Linked DNA regions of Rattus norvegicus: region 2 is linked to region 1. The links are chromatin contacts, called in public Hi-C maps. All regions are on one chromosome and are shown on one strand. Each heading gives the region's core, a stretch centred on a gene start, on an enhancer-like site or on the middle of the called end of the contact. The rest is flanking DNA. Distances are from core to core; before and after follow the strand shown. Region 1 holds the start of Fndc3a (fibronectin type III domain containing 3a). Region 2 has its middle 94 kb from the start of Cysltr2.

Region 1 (5,235 bases), core at 1,887-4,386:
AACTCATTTCTACTACTCCTGAACGTGACCTGACATTTCCTAGTTTTACAAGCCCACAACCTAAAATACCAAAAGGAACTGCAAAGGACAGCAGCACTCAACCATTCAGGAAATACTTATGGTATTTTCCATATGCCCAGAGGTACTACACATGCCGAAATAGACACTCTCTTTGTTGTTATAAGCAATAGGAGCAGTACTCAAGACATACTAAAATGGAACTGTACATTGTGCTAAAAACATAAGAACTAAAAATACATGGTGGTGGGATTGTTGATATCAATCAGGGATCTTAACCTTATCTGGGATGTCAGATTCTGCCCCCCTCCCCAAGTCCTATTCAAACTGAGCCCCAGAGGGTAAGTAGGGGATAAGATGGTTAAAAGGAAGAAGGGCAGGTGTATAGTGCATACAACTATTCCAAATAGAATACAACAACAACAACAGAAAAACCTCAGCCTAGGAAGCAAGACAAGACTGTGGTTTACAGGCACTGAAAGGACTCTAGTATTATTCTAGGATAATAATAAATTATTCGAAGGTGTTATGTAACAAGTGATACGGTCTTATTTGCTTTTTGGAAGATCATTTTGGCTGCAAAGTTGGGAACATACATATTGTCTGCAGTTAGACCAAATTAGCTCGTTAGTGACAGGAAAGAAGTGGAGTCATTAGGGGGGTTTTGGGGGAAACATTTCTAGAAGTTGGCACAGCAACAGATAAGGGAGACAGGGTGAGGGAAACACCAAGGAGGATTGTTAGATGTTTGATTTCATAAGCCGAAGAACCAGGAAAACATGAAGTTGGACCAAACTTTGTGAACCTGGGACATTTTGCAGCATGCCAGGCAGTAAAGCAAACTGATGATGCAGAAGGACTTTGGCATTTAACGCAAGCATCCAGGCTACAGGTGCGTAGAGATGTGAAGGCATAGTGAGTGCTAGCTTACACTATGGTTTGGGTGACAATGCACAGGGTAAAATGAAAGCATAAAGGAACTTCAGATAGACCTCGCTCGGGGTGCTGAGAGGCTCAAGTGGTGTGTCATAGGCAGAGAGAAGAATGGAAATATGCAGAGACTGTGTACAGGAAAAGAGAAGGCAAACTAAGAAAATGGCCACCAAGTAAAGAAAAGTTTAAGAAAGAATGGTGTTCAAAGTGTTCCTTCACTGTCGCTGGAGCTCGAGGAGGGCGAAGGTTGAAAATGGTATTTATTTTACTGATGAGGAAAAGAGAAATGTCTGTTCAGAGCCAACATAGATTCCTGTGTCTCTCCGGCTAGGGTGATTTATGTGTGTTTCTCTCCAAAAGATATAAATTACCCTCCTTCTCACAGCATTGTGTACCCTATCAGAGTGTCTAGGTCTACTTCAATGAGATCATGAAGTCCATACCCTTATCTTCTCCACCTAGGCTATCATTTCTTGCCCTGCCTATGGCATGTAGATGGGCTTTAAACATACTTATAAAATAATGCAGGTTATTTTTAAGTTCTATTTTTCTTTTCTTTTTATTCTTTTTTTCTTTTTCTTTTTTTGTCTACCACTGAATTATGGAACCAGCATCTTGAGGGGGGTAGATGGTAGGAGTCTGCATTTTTACAAAGTTCACAAGAGCAATGCTTTGGAAAATACTAGCTTAGAGCTAACTTTGGAGACCACTAGTTTAGTCTCCAACTGAACAAGAGTTGGGCTGCAGTAAGGGGAAGCCACACAACTCCCCCACATTCACATATAAACTCTCCTATTGCAAAACAATGAGCAGTTACACTTCTGTTATTCCAAGATCAGCTTTCCAGTAATTTTATCTGGAACTGGGCCAAAGCTGGGAGTTAAGAAAATGAAACATTTCTCTCAGGGAAAGGACTTTAGCCCCCATCCCCCCGCCCCCAAAATCTCAAAATACCATTTGAAAGAATCACTGGCCTACTTGTTGACAGGAAGAAAAATAACCTCTCATTAGTTGGCCGTGGATACAAACATCGGATCAATCATTGCCTGCAGCCATAGAGAAAAGTAGAAGAAAGGGGGCTTTAAAAACACCACCACAGGAAAATAGAAATGGTTAAAGTGGATGTAGAGGCAGATGAACACAAGTCAAGTGAGAGGACTTTAAGAAAAGTAAGAACACTGCAAAAAGCAGCACCAAAGTGGGGATTTTATACACTCACGCACAGTTCTGCAATCCCATGGGACTTCGGTGTACGGTCTGGGTATCATATTTAACGATACTCAGTGATCCACGAAGAATTTCATTATCCATTTTTTTCTAAGAACGTTAGAAATATGTTTATCTTCGAGAGATTTCTGTCAAATGAGAGAGAGAGAGAGAGAGAGAGAGAGAGAGAGAGAGAGAGAACGAACGAGCGAGCTAGCTTAAAACGCAGCACAACTAATAAACTGAAATCCAAGTCAGACATGGAACCTGGTTTCATCAGTCACCAGTTTTGGATGTACAGGGTAGGACTCAGGTTCCCAAAGACGACCCTCTCCCTGAGGCTTCCGGTGAAACTGCAAAAGTAAGCAGTCCGGCCGGCCCTCAGGCGTTAGTGCAGCGCCCCCCCCCCCCCCCCCCATTGCTTGAGGCTTAAGGAAATTGCTGCCGCCACCACTTCGGTCGCCGCTGTGGTAGAAATCAAGGTAACGGGTTTCCACTAGATTTGGCTGGTCCGAGACCAATACATTAAGCTCTGCGTTTCTGAAAGACGTAAATCTGTTTTGTGGGTGCTATAAAATGCCGGGGCTCTAAACGTTTGGGAGTGGAAACGTCTGAGCCCACTTCGGTGCGCTTCCCTGTTTTGGGCTTGTCTCTAAAGGCACCTGCCGGCATTATAAGTTCTGGGGCTCTCCGAGAGGGGCTAACACGGTTCGTCTCAGAGGATAGTGGGTGGGGGCGCTTTCTAAAATACATTTGGAATGGCGTGTGGGGCCCCAGAGACGTCAATCATCTGCATAGTTCCCAGGCTTCGAGAGAGCCGCTCCGGAGCTCGCTCGCCGCACACTTGCGGGCCCGTGAAGCCTGGCTCCCGGGCGGCGGGCGAGCGGGCGGGCGCGCGCGCGCGGGGGCTCCGGGTCCAGGCGGCCGGGGGCGCCGTCGGCGGGGCTCGCGCAGCCGCACTGGGCGCGCCGACTCCGGGCTCCTCCTCCCGGCTCCGTAGTAATCATGGCGGCGGCGGCATTCGCGGTCCCTCGGGTGAAACAGAAAGCGGGAGCTACGCGGAGAGGGAGTGAAGAGCGGGGCTGAGGCGGCAGCGCCGTCACTGCCGGGAAACATCTCTCCCCCACACCAGTCAGCGCCGCGGCGGCCGCGGGAGCCTGGGCCCACCTCCAACCTAGTGAGGGGACGAGCCGGAGCCTCGCAGAAGAGACGCCGGGGGATCCGCCTTCCTTCGCCTCGGGGCGGCGGGATTCAGAGGTGAGAGCCGGCGGGGGACGCCGGAGCCCGCGTCGGGGAGACCGTTAGGCTGGGGCTGCGGGCCGTGCCGCCTGAGGGCTGAGCCCGTCGGGGAGGGCGGGCGACGCCCCCACGCGAGGCCGCGCGGTCCGCGGGGCGGCGGGGCGGGCCCGGGACGCGGCGGGGACGTGCGCGGCACCTGCCGGGGCTCGGCCACCGCGGAGCGCTGCCCGCTCACCTGAGGGTTAAATCCTCGAAAACACGCCCTTCGGGTCTGCGCCCCGGCGGCCGCTGCCCGTGCCTGGCGGCTCCTCTCCCCAGGTAAGTCAACCACCTGTTAGGTGGGTGGCGAGGAGGAAGGGAGGCTGCGGTCCTCGCCCAGCCTAACAGCCTGCGTGGGGGAACTTTTGACACGACTCTGGAAAGGGCGGCGTGCGCTAGGTGAAGGAAAAGGAGCGAGTGATTTCGACGTCAGATCGCTAGCGCTGCTGCGTTTAATGAGTGTATAGGTAATCGTAGTTTTATTAAACTATCATCACCTTTCAAAAAAGCCTTGGGATATTCTCGTGTGTGTGTGTGTGTGTGTGTGTGTGTGTGTGTGTGTGTGTAGAGGAGAGAGAGAGAGAGAGAGAGAGAGAGAGAGAGAGAGAGAGAGAGAGAGATTGATTGCTGAGGGTGCTAGGGATAGTGAGCTAGAGATTATTATTCTAGTGAGACTGTAAGTTCTTTTGGGCACCTTCTCGTCTGTCCATCTACTAACTGAGAATAGCAGGCTGACAGCTGATTTCCTCTTTTGTACTATATAATCTTCAAGTACTCACGGTAGACTTTAAAAAAAAAAAAAACCAAGCCACATAAAGCTCTTGCTGCTTCCTATCGTGATCCGTTTCAGTTCTTGAAACCCAAGTTTGTGCATGTTTTTCTGTGTCATAAGAATCGAATAGCATCACCTCTCAGCCTTTTTGCTAAGATCAGTTTGTAAGAATGAAATAATAGTCGAAGCTTTTCTGTAATATTTTAATCACTGTGCTTTCCCCAGCATTAGTGCTATAACATATGCCAGTCAAAACCGAGCCATATGTCAGACAGAAGCAAATTGAGGTTTCTGGCTCATCTCCTGTGTTTAGATAAATATTTAGTTTGTGTGTATTTGCGGACTGTGTAATTCTTATCATCTCAGAAGTGTTGTTTAAGTCACCTAGGAATGCTCCAGAGAGGTGAGTCCCCTACCTTCTTAACATTTTCTTGTTTAAATTGATTTTTTTTCTCCTCAACTAATGAGATCAGTTACCCATGGAGACAGGTGGTGGACCTATTAGAAAGCAATGGTAAGGTCTTTTTAAACATGGTTTTTCTTATAAATATGGGAGTTTGTTTTTAAGATTTTAGTCCACATGTAATTCTTGCCACCACTAACAACATCCTTTAAAGGGGAGGAGAGAAGATGAGGTGATAGGGAAAAATCTTGTTTAGATTTTATGTTTAAAAATTTTAGCATTCTCATATTAAATTTCTCTGCGTTGTTTTGTCTTCATAGATCATCTCCCAGCATTCTCTGTATATTAAGTGGAACATTTTTATCTCAGGCTGCTTACCTTTAGCCACCTGTATGCGTTTGCCTTAACTCCTTCCTTTCCCCTTCTGTCTGAATCCTCATCACCAAATGGTCAGGGAAAAAAAAAAAAAAAAACCTCTTACTTAATTAACAACACTGGGTCAGTGAAGCCTGATTGTAAGGGGACTTTTCTTCTCCCAAATTAATGTTGTACATTAGAAAAAACAGATTTTTTTGGGTGGGGGGTCATGTATCATCGTATCATCACTTCCTCTCCATGTAATTGA
Region 2 (5,235 bases), core at 868-3,367, 270 kb before region 1:
AGACGAGGCACAAGGGGACTAAGGAAATTACCCAAAGTTATTAAAATGGCTGGTACAGAATGTAAGCACACATCTTCAAGATCCTAGTCTTGAGGAAGCTTAAGAGGATGAGAGACATCAGGAGAAGTTAGAAGAATGGGTGCGGAGTCCTTCCAGATTCCACAACAATGCGCACAGTAACTTCCGTGCATGTGACCGCTGTGAGCAAGCTTCAGTGACCCCCACTGTAGTAGCTTAGTAGAAATGCTGAAAGGAAGGGATGCCACAAGCCCTGAAGGAGAATGCTCTTTGGGGAGATAGAAGGGGGATCTGATTAAAAGACACAAAATGAACTGTGGAGGGAACACCAGGCTGGGATCCAATTCTAGATCAACATTTCAACCTGAATCAAAGGGGAAACGTTGGAAAGGCTAACAAGGAAGTCTAAAGTGCCCTCAAGTCCCAGGGGGAGATATACAGTGAGGCTGGTACTTTGCAGAGGATACAGAAATGATCAAGCAGCCATCCAGCAGTATGTAGCCATGTGCAGCAGGCCTGTCTTCATGGTTCTCATAATTTGGCAAAATGGCTTTTTGGATGAGTGAAGTTTGTAACTTTGGGAGGTATCCGAGAGATGAGAATGAAAATGTGGCCTCCCGAAGGCCATACTTTAACAAAGCTCCCCCGGTTCCTTTGCACTGTGTTTAGAAGATACCATCAACGCTCAACAGCAAACCATAACAGACTCTGCCCTTAGTCTATGCCTGATGGGACAGTAATTCATTCTCTATAGTTTTAAATTATAGTTTAAATTATGAGGTTCTGAGGGATGGGTGAGCCTTGAGCTATGGCACACAGCCAAACAAACTTCCCACCAGAGCCCAGGACAGCATTCCACACATAGTCTAGCTCTCCAAGGAAAGAAAGGCTCCTCACCTCTTCTACAGGAGTTTCTCCTGCAAAACAGTGTTCTTCAGAATGGGGTGGTGGCCAGCATTCTTCTAGGCACCGAGGCAAAGTCAATGTCCAAATAGACCATCATCTTGGTCTCTGCTTGAAGCTAGTCAGTCATGTGAATAGTGTCCCAGGATGACTCCTCCAGGACCTGGGATGACCTGTGCCCGCTGCTTATTCTTCATGGAGCATCTTGACAAAGCTCCTTTCTTCCTTGAACCTGCCAATTTTCCATTTATCTCATAGGAACAATTGGTCCTCTTTCCAGGGGATCAAACCTGCTTGCTCCATAGGACTCTTAGCTCCAGGAGTTCATCTCAGTGTAGCATCAGTGTGCACGAAAATTCTTGTTTTGCTACTCCCCATTCCCCCAAGAATATAAGTACCTCATAAAGAAAAGGCAGCCAGCATAGATCACAGCTGACCAATGGGGCCAACCCTGGGCATTCGTAGATGTTTGGAAGATGAGCAGATGCTGGAATCCTGAAGGAACAGAGAAACAAAGAGCATCCATTAGTGATAGTCAAGAACATGGCGGATGTCAGGGAGCTTGGTTAGAATGCCAGTCCTGTCACTCAGCAGTTAAATGACATTAGACTTTTGATTATCCCATGTGCAAAATAACAACCACAGCAACAATAACAACCTAGAAAGATAATTACTTTGCTATTATTACAGATACGTCAGGACTGAAATAGAGTAAATGGGATAGTGTAATTATTTAAACTAGAGTTTGGCACAATCTGAAGACTGAGCTAATATTAACAATACTCTCACCCCCTTGGTGCCAGCCTAGTCCTTTCTCTGCTGGGGTACATTTTGAAGAAAAGAACTATTGCTACATTTGGAAACTTCTCAATTTCTATTTGAGAACTATAAAGTGGAATTCCTTTCAGAACTGGCCACTAGTATCTCCAAATCATGTAGAGTCATTTACAAAGATGAATAAATATTTATGCGCCACCATTGGCATGGCTCCCAGCGTCAGAGGGTCTCATTACCAGAGATGCTTGTGAATGGCTTCTCCCGAGCCATGTTTTACCGGCATAAAACTCACCACTAGGTGGCAGCTAAGAGAGGGTCCCCGGAAGTGAAGGCAAACACACCCTTTTGGCAGCTGCACCGGAGGCTCTGCTGTTCATACCCAAACATCTGACTCACCCAGTGAACGTCAGCCTGGAAAATGACAGGCACTGATTTCAACGGCCAGTGAAATATAACATCCCTGGGGCCAGAGCAGTAAGACAGATCTGGAAGCCTGTGAGCAATTTCCACGGAAATAAGAGAATTAGGGCCGCTGACAAGTGAAGACACACAAGCTTATAAACTACTTAAGTCTTTATGATAAATCATGTCCCTAGATAAAGAAGACTCAAATAGTCACGATTCTCCCCAGCACAAAAGCCTACGATGACCATGATGGGTTTCACAATTAGTATGGGGGCGGACGGGTAGGAGGGAACAACAACTTGGTGCTAGAATTTCTAGGGAGAACTAAACAAATAACACTTCTCGTCCATAAAACCGACTGGGGAAAGTGACCTTCAGTGCAGTCTGACTATTGGTGCCGTACAGAGGACAGAGGGCAGAGCATCGCAGAGGACAGAGGGCAGAGCATCGCAGAGGACAGAGGGCAGAGCATCTCAGGAGTGCTGCACCGTGATAGTAACATTCACTAAGCACTGACTGCAGAGCCCTGCTTTACACACCGTCTCTTTCGCCCTGCCAACCCCACTGCCAGGCAGCAGTGATTCATATCCCCATTTGACAACTAGGGAATTGGAGGCTCTGGGAGATTAACTTGTCTAAAGACGGAGTTCGATTCCGTATCCAAGATTTAATTCTCTGCAGTCTCCAGAGCTATGGTAACAGGAGAAAATCCAGGTGGTCAGCAAGATTTGTGCACGTTTTTGAGCCTTCATTGCTTTATCTCCTCCGACTCCTTTTGATGTTCTAATTAGGCTGCAGTGGAACAGCATTGTGGGCTGGCCTGAAGGCTACGGTGCTGAGGTGCTGCCTAAGGTCGCACTGAAGAGGGGGGCACCAGAGGATAAACAACAGCTCCCTTTATTATTTTGAGAGTGCCTCCTGGGGTCATTGTGGTTTCTTGCAGTCCAAGGATTTGTGTGTATCCCCCTGGCCACTAGTCACCATGACACATTTGCCCTTGCAACTCAGCCTAGACATTGGCTTTTTTGCAGAAACATTCTGGCCACCATCAGAGGTATACATGGTCTCCTCAGACCCAGAGGATACTGTAAGAATCACCACTGAGTACTTTTCTTCTGATACTTCACTGGTTTATTGACCTGACATTCCCCAAGAATCTAAGCTGTCCCCCTAACCTGTTTTTCTGTCCCTGACTCCTCAGTCCTGACCAGTGCCAGGGGCAAAACGATGGTCATGAGCTCTTTATTGAATGAAAAGATTCTTAGATACCCTGTTTGCTTTCGGGGAAGATGGGGGTGGGGAAACTCCAAGCCATGTAATTTGTATTTAAAGCAGGAGCAGGCTCTTGAGAAATACTGGCTTCAGGTCTCATCACTGCTTGGGAGCTGACCCACAAGCAGCTACCTCGGAGACTGGGCTACACCTACCCGTTGCTGAAGCTGTTAAAAGGACAGTGTGGGATATTATCCTCTCAGCTTCCTTGGGAGCCTGTGGCTGCTCATCTGGAGGTCCCTGGTTATACAAAGGTGACATGGAGATAGGCCCTCCACTACCCCACACACAGGTGCCATTGTGGTACTTCCTCCAATGCCAAGCAATAGTTAGAAGTCCCCCAAGAGGGTGACGCCCACACAGGCTTGTGTTGGCCATGTTAAGCTTCCAGACCATTTGTTTTCCTGTGGTGTCATGACTCAAGCTCGCCCCAGGTCTTCTAAACCTCCACAAACATGGATGCACACATTTCCAGACCTGCACAGATGCAGTGTTACAGTGTCAACACCACACTTGGAACAATTGGCTTAGAGTTCTCTATAGGCACAAAGTGCGGCAGCAAGCTCGTCTCATTGCAGCCAGCATCTGCTGAGAGCCCCCACCACCCTCATCACCGAGCTAGTCACACTCATGTGTCCTACAAAGGTAAAGCAAAATGCACATTTTCAGGCCTGTGTCTCTAGAGGTCTCAAATGAATGCTGTTGATAGATTTTTTGCTTCTAGGAAACCAGAGGGAACAAAATAGCACGGTGAACACCATCTTTCTATCACACAGCTTTATCGCATGTTAACCTTTCAGTCTATTGTCCCAGATTAGAAATGCGATTGAGGATTCCTGTGAGGAGTGAGAGGGATACAGTCCCTCTTTACCCCCACCCCCTCCCTCTCCCCCCTCTCGTTATTAATTGCCAGAACTCTCTGTCTACTGTTTCAATATTGATTTCTGCCACCCCCAATATTTTAAAATATTGACTACCAAGATATGGAATCGTAAATAGATACAACATTTCACTTAATTATTCTAATATAGAAATAAAGCCTCCTGCTACTTTTATGATTATGTAAATTTTTCCATTCAGTAATATGACTTTGGGGAATTTTATGAGTTCGGGGGTGCCTCAGTGGGTAATGTGACTGCCAAGAAGCCTGAGGACTTGAGTTCAGGCCCCACATAAAAAGCCAGCTGCTGTGTGCGTACCTATAATACCACTGGAGAGGCCAACACAAGACTGGCTCACTCTATAGAACTGGAACAAAGTAGCTCTCATCTACGCTGTGGTCAGTGACATTTAGTTACTCATTGTTTGCTCTGCAGTTTCTTCAGGGCTTTCATCGTGACAGGATGTTGGATTTCAGCTCTCTCCATCTGTTGAGATGATTGTGTGATTTCTGTCCTTGAGTTGGCTTAAATGCTGTGTAATTCCTATTGTTCTTTCAAGTACTAAAACATATTTTTATACCTGGAATGAAGCCTTCTACGTGTGTGTGTGTGTGTGTGTGTGTGTGTGTGTGTGTGTGTGTGTATGTGTGTGGCAAATGGTCCCAACATGTTGTTGGATTTGATTTGCAAGTTTTTTATTGAGGATTTTAGCATCCACACTCCTTAGGGACAGTGGCCTATGTAGTGGTTGAACGAGACTACCCCGTACCCCCATAGACTCAGACAGTTGAGGACTTGGTTCCCAGTCAGCAGCACTGTGTTTAGGGGTTTGTGAGGAGTATGTCATGGGAGGTGGACTTTGAGATTAAAAGCCTTGTACCCCTTGCAATTCTCTGTCTGATTTGTGTCTGATTTTGAAACTGTGAGCTCTCAGCTTCCTGCTCCTGCCTCCATGGCCATACCTCTCCACCATGACAGA

What was found. Hi-C and Micro-C count contacts between places; a contact is called where the count stands out from the background.
Region 2: a contact with region 1 is called in a Hi-C map of hepatocytes, with 2.7 times the contacts expected there. The contact joins the enhancer-like site here to the promoter of Fndc3a in region 1. A contact is called at or near these places in 6 of 12 Hi-C or Micro-C datasets (the A7r5 cell line, Schwann cells, hepatocytes and 3 more).

Annotation. Positions count from the first base shown.
Region 1 is chr15:54,274,308-54,279,542 of GRCr8, reverse strand. It overlaps Fndc3a (fibronectin type III domain containing 3a), which reads left to right and starts at 3,136. Exons shown (of 26, transcript NM_001412039.1): 1 at 3,136-3,414.
Region 2 is chr15:54,541,488-54,546,722 of GRCr8, reverse strand. No RefSeq gene overlaps it. Among named protein-coding and RNA genes, the nearest start is that of Cysltr2, 94 kb to the left of the region's middle. Within about 2 kb of position 2,117, at least 31 of the 93 cell types and tissues checked have an H3K27ac peak or open chromatin away from gene starts, as enhancers often do. A contact at or near this core is called in the A7r5 cell line, Schwann cells, hepatocytes and 1 more, where this site is marked.